Linked DNA regions of Mus musculus: region 2 is linked to region 1. The links are chromatin contacts, called in public promoter capture Hi-C maps. All regions are on one chromosome and are shown on one strand. Each heading gives the region's core, a stretch centred on a gene start, on an enhancer-like site or on the middle of the called end of the contact. The rest is flanking DNA. Distances are from core to core; before and after follow the strand shown.

The links. Promoter capture Hi-C pulls out the DNA fragments that hold promoters and counts their contacts.
Region 2: a contact with region 1 is called in a promoter capture Hi-C map of liver, with 6 times the contacts expected there. The contact joins the promoter of Itm2a here to the promoter of Magee1 in region 1. A contact is called at or near these places in 2 of 39 promoter capture datasets (hippocampal neurons and liver) and 1 of 115 datasets of contacts at active chromatin or transcription factors (astrocytes).

What each region holds. Positions count from the first base shown.
Region 1 is chrX:105,118,866-105,121,963 of GRCm38.p6, reverse strand. It overlaps Magee1 (melanoma antigen, family E, 1), which reads right to left and starts at 1,586. Exons shown (of 1, transcript NM_053201.4): 1 at 1-1,586. The coding sequence starts at 1,353.
Region 2 is chrX:107,401,767-107,404,864 of GRCm38.p6, reverse strand. It overlaps Itm2a (integral membrane protein 2A), which reads left to right and starts at 1,505. Exons shown (of 6, transcript NM_008409.2): 1 at 1,505-1,759. The coding sequence starts at 1,649.

The DNA of each region.
Region 1 (3,098 bases), core at 337-2,836:
AAGAGCAACGCGGGAGGTGCCCAGGCCCATAATGGTGATGGAGTTGGAATTCTTACTGTCTCTCAGGACCTGGAAATCCAGGAAGCGGTCTTCACGCTTTGGGCGTACAGATGGATCCTTGGCCTTTTGCAGAGCACGGGAGGTGCTCTTGTTCCTGCGCTCAGAAGCACAGCAGCTCAGTGCTTCCTCGGGGTTATTAGCTTCAGTGGGCATCCCAGAAGCGCTAGGGCCCTCGGCAGCTAGGGACATCTGCGAGGTGCTCGACCCCTCCCCCAGGCAGTGCAGCTCCGAGGTGCTCCGGCCCTCCCCGCAGGGAAGCAGCTCACAGGATCCCTCCGCAGCGCATGGCGCCAGCGAGCTGCAGAAGCCCTCAGCAGAAATGGATGACAGGGACGAGCTCAGGCCCTCGGCTGAGGTGCTCGGGCTCTCACAAGCAGCTGATGGCACCGAGGTGCGCAGTCCCTTTTTGGAGGTGGGCGGCACGTTGACGTTACATCCCTCCATTATGATGGGCGACACCCAGGAGCTCTGGATCTCACCGGAGGGGGGCGACATGGAGGCGAACAGTCCCTCAGCGGAGGGGGGCGGCGCAAAGATGTCGGGTTCCTCCAAAGCGGAGAACAGCATAGAGATGCTCAGGCCCTCACCGAAGGTGGGCGGCAGGTTGATGCCCAGTCCATTAGAGTCAGTGGGCGGCACCGAAGTGCTTGGGTCCTCACTAACGGAGTAGGGCTCGTTGATACCCGGTCCCTCCGAGATGTTGGGCGACATAAAGATGCTCAAGCCCTCATCAGAAATGCCCGATTCCTCAGAGAAGGTGGGCGGCACCGAGATTCCCGGGCCCTCACCCAGGGTGGGCTCCATGTTAGGGCCCCCATCAGAGTGACGCTGCTCAGAGATGGCCAGCCCTTCTGAGACAGGGAGATGCTCATAGGCCTTTGAGCCTTTAGGAGCAGTGGGCGGCACAGGGCTATTCGGGCCCTCCGAGGCGGTGATTGACATAGCGGTGTTCAGCCCTGCGGAAACTGCAGGAGGCCGGGAGGCGCCCCGACCCTTCCTGGAGGTGGGCATCTCGGAGGTGTTCGGCCCCTGGGAAATGATGAACTGCCTAGGGGCGCTTGAGCCCTCTGAGGCGGTGGGCGGCACAGAGGCGCTTGGGCCCTCCCGGGGGGTGGGCAGCATGGAGGTGCCAGGGCCCTCAGAGGCGCGGAGGCCCTGGAGGATCTTAGGATCGTTGCGATCCCGAGGGACGTCTGGGCCTGGCACAGCAGCAGGGTGACCCTTCCCGTTGTTTCTGCGCGCATTGGCCCTTCCACCGCGGCGGCGGCGCGAATTCTGGCTTACCAGCGACATGGTCCTGTCGACCGACGTGTGGAAGCTGACACTGACAGGCCCGCGATCTCACAGACGAGGGGGAGAGGTATGTAGGCGCCTCTGCACGGAACTGCCGCTAGAGCAGGAATGCTGCTGCTGCCAGGCCCGAGCAAGTCGCAGGAGCAGAAATTAGAGGTGGTGGGCAAGAACGAAGGTTCTAGCCGACTGTGAACGCTAGTCTCAGAATGCTCGCCTCTCACACCCCGCCTTCTGCCGCAGTCCGCGCAGGCGCAGTTGGGCTCTGCGACAAGGCGACCCCGCCCAACCCAGCCTCTCCCGTGGGTTTGCGAAAGTGGACCTGGTGATTCTGCACCAAAACTGCGCAATGGCAGGAGGGAGGCTTTGATAGGAGACAAGGAGCTTGGAGCAGATGGGTAAATGGAGGTAATACTAGCTATTTCTCAAGAGTCAGGGTACCTACTAGAAGGTTTCTACCCAAGTGTCAGGTACTTGATAGATTTTCAAAATTGCATCCTAAGGATGCATTGGGGAAAATGTGCGTGGCGCATGGAAGGGTGCAGCTTTCATCCCCTCCCTTGTCTCCTCTGTCATTTTCTCTATCGAAACCTCTAATACCTCTCAAATTACTGCCCCTTCTCCAAAGGGCTGGGATTTAGTTCTACTTAGGAAACCTGTAGCTAGCTAGAAATTTTCACTGCACAGTCCCAACCCTTACCAATGTAGAAAAATGTAATCTCTTTTGTGGAGTCCTTCAATAGTGCTATTCCAACCACACCCAAAATTAATTATCCTAGGACAGTTAGTTAGCACCATGGGGTCTGTTAGAAAAACTCACTGTCAGGTTTTGAAAACTGCAATTAGCATGGTTTATGGAGGCAAGTCTCTGGGAAGGTTTCTATTAGTTACTAAAGAGCTACTGGAATATGAGCCAGCTAAAGCACAGGAAGCTGTCCAGAATTAGAAGGATAATGGATAGAAGGAAACATTTGGTTTCCTTATAGGGCCTCATGGTTACCTATGCTGCCAGTATTCTGCATGTTTCTGTGAAGTTAATCTTGTGTAGCTTTGTGCAGTACCAACTGGTTTTAACAGAATCAATCATATGGTGTCATATTCCAACAATATTTTATGTTATCCACATTGCATTCAGCACATGGGTCCACAAAATCGACTATGGGCCTATTACAGCATTACCTAAATATGTGCATATGATTAGCCTCTGAATCTTGGCTAATGTCTATGGTTAGGAGAACAGGCTCATTTTCATAAGTGAAACTTGTGGAGGAGCTTTCCCAAAGATTCTGCTACAGTCTATTAAAATCAAGCTGGTGAGAAGCAAGCCCAGAATGCAGTTAAAAATGCCATGCTATATTCTGCTGCAGCAGAAGACACGTGTACATTTGGGGAGTTGAGTGTTCCTTCTTGTTCACATTAGTGTGCATGAGAGTTCATGTTTCCTAATGACTGTCAAGCACACACAAAGAAGGGGCTCTTCCATGTGCCTGCACTAGAATTAAAAGAGATCACAATTTAAATAAAGTTGTTAATTTAATAGCTGCACACAAAATTATACCATGTACAATAGAACAGTCACATATGGAACACTCAGGGGTGGTCACATTATTTAAAAAATAAACACTAACTATCATACATTTGGCTTATTTCTGTTCCTTCTTATCATGACATAGCTATGTTTCAGTGAAGGACCACCTGCTCTATCATAACCACTGACAAGGAAACTCTTCTAGAGAGCTCATTTGTAT
Region 2 (3,098 bases), core at 256-2,755, 2.3 Mb before region 1:
CTGAGGTTTTCTATGCCAAAACTAAGGATTGCCTGACAAATGTTGAATTATGATAGTCAGACTTAGGTAAAAAGTGAAAGAGCAAAAGATGCCAGTATTTCTAAGTAAACTCTGACATCCTGCTTCTAAGGTCCTGACCCTGTGCAAGGCACAAGCTCCTTACTGTTCCTCTCCATCCACCTTCCCATCTGTGACCTATCAGAGAATATGAACTCTGTCTTTGCAAAGCCCCCACAGTCAAGACAGGAGAGGGCTTTAGAGGCAAAACAATCTCCATGGGAAAAACTCCAAGTTAGAATTTCTTGGACAGAAGGGAAGCAACTCAGCATATTCAAGTCTGTTCAGTTAAGTTGATGAGTAGGTGGGGAATTCTCTAGTAAAACGGTGTTTTGTTTTGTTTTGTTGGGGCTTTGTTTTGTATTGCTCCCTTCATACAACAGACCTCTATTCTGTTTTATGTAGCAAGACTATTTATAAACTCTCTACCACCAACTCTAAATCACCAGCCACCACAGCTTGAATTTCATTAGTTAGGCTCTTTATGTCACCAGTTTAAGAGAGCTGACTGAAGAAACACTTTAACTCTACTAGACGGATATCCATGTAAATCTTCACAATGCTTTGTAAGCCAGTCCGTCAGATAGTTTTCCTATGAGAGCCACACCAGCATCTGGTTATATTGTGTATGCCCTACATCCCTGAACACATAGGTACACACACCCCTGCTTCCCCCTACCCACCCCCCGCTGGTTACACAGCTGGTGGCTGAAGAGAAACAGGCTCTGGGCTGAGACCTTACTCTGGCTATCCCGATCAGGGAGAAAGAAATCTGGGTTATTTCACTGATTCATTAGGAAAGAGCTTTCTACCCTCCCTTCTCTGGATCTTATCATGTCCTGTCTGCAAAATGAGGAGTTAGGGAGACAAAAGCCCCGTCTTCCTCATCTAACATTGCTTTAAGTTGGAAAAATAAAATTATAAAAGAAAACAAAAAGCATGAAAGGAAAAACAATGTTGGACTATGAAACAAGCAACTACAAACTGACTTCTGGGTGTTCTTTAAACGGAAGATAGTCTAAAGGTGTAGAACAGTCAGGGAACTGTGCTTTCTGGCCTGGGTGGGTTGCAGAACTCAGAAACCTTGGGTTGGCTCCAAGTTACAGTCCCTGGCCCCGCGGGGGGCCAGGCCCAAGTTTGGGAAAACAGAGTCAGGGGCTATTGTGGTCCAGACAGAAGCAGAAAGACACGACAGGCAAGCTTCCTTCCTGCCTTGCTCTTATCTGAGGGTGCAGAAGGCAGTAGGAGCATGCCTGGGGTGCAGGTGAGGCATGTCTACCCTAAGCCGGCCATCAGCTCCAGTTCCCCTCTCTTTCCAACTAAGCAGCTACCCACCCCCACTCGGTTGCACTGCAGAGCTCGGGCCCCCTCCCGCTCCTCCCTCAGCACCTCCCTGGCCCCGCCCACCCTCTCCCACCCAGCCTGGGACTGCGTCATAAGTAAGCCCAGACCTGAGCTCGCTGCTGCCTGTGGAAGACTGGGAGAGGAGACACTAAGTGCTGCTCAAGCAAGCGCGATCCTCTCCTCTTTCAACCTGCAGCCCAAGATACTGATTCGAGCCGCGCCTTACCGCGCAGCCCGAAGATTCACCATGGTGAAGATCGCCTTCAACACCCCTACGGCGGTGCAAAAGGAGGAGGCGCGGCAAGATGTAGAGGCGCTCGTCAGTCGCACTGTCCGAGCTCAAATCCTGACTGGCAAGGTAGTTCCCACTGGGCCCACCTCTGTCTTCTGGGGTTTGGGGATGGAGAGAAAAGGGGGAATATGCAGGTGCAGAGAGTAAACTGTTGGCTGCCCTGCAGCGGAGTTCCAGGCAGGCCAATCTGCATTGAGTTGAGTGGGTCACCTTTTACTCTGCTTCAACTTATTCCCTCTGCATCCATGCGATTCTATCGCTTAACACCACCTACCCCAGGGAAGTTGTTGGAAGGAGTTTGAAGAAATTCCTGCATGTCATTTGTTCTGAGAAATGGGTTATGGAATTATCCAGAGAAGCAATTATAGCTACAGGGGCCGAGCAGCCACACGGAGTGAACAAGGGCAAGAGACTTAACTGTTCTTTATTTTTGACATGGGTAAAGTTATATGAATCTCTGTCTTTGTAGGACTGCTTTTGTGGCGGTTGAATGGAGGCAAGGGGCAGCCTGAACTCCAAACTGTATGTTCTGGGGAAAGTGTGTTTCTGCACGCGCATGAGCGCGCGCGCGCGCGCGTGTGTGTCTGTGCACGCGCGCGCGCACACCACCCCCCCACACACACAATTTTAGTTAGTGTTAAGGGTTAGATAATGGAGCTATTAAAACATATATTGGTTTTAATTCTTGATAAATCACGTTTAAAAATAAAATTTGAGATCTTATTGTTTTGGTTGTTATTATTTTTTACTTTTTATTATTTTTTTAGCAATATCCCTCATATAGCCATGTGAAGCATATCCATGTTGCTATTTAAACAATTCATTTTCCAGGCACTGGAGAAGTTCTCTCTTCCTAGGTTGTTCATCTAGACAAATTTATATTTCCTTTTAATGCCAACCATGTTTGTAGTGTCGATAAACTCTTTTTCCTCAGTTAAATCTTAGTTTGAAAAAGTGATAATATTTTCTTCTACTTCTGTGGAATCTGCAGTACTGGAGCTCGATCTGCCTTAACTTGTCCTGGTGTCTTTAGAGAGTTTTCTCTTCTAGGTTCAGACTGGATATTTGAAAAGTGCTTTGAGTGACATCTGAATGCATATAGTAAAACATAATTATGCATACAATTTGGAATGCCAATGTGCGCTGCCGCAGAACTTTCATCATGGAAACTTCCGATATTTAACTGCAATCAAACTAGCTTTTGTGTATCACACATTTTAGAACTCAAAAGTAACACCCCCCTTGCATTGTTGAGGTTTTAATTAAATGACACAAGGTCAAAAATATGTAGTTGTCTTCCTACTAACTTTGTAAATGAAACACGGCCAGATTTGAGGGGAGGTCTAAGGAGATGCCAGTTGTTAAAAATAGCCACACAGTAATCCTTTTTTCCCCTCGCCACCAA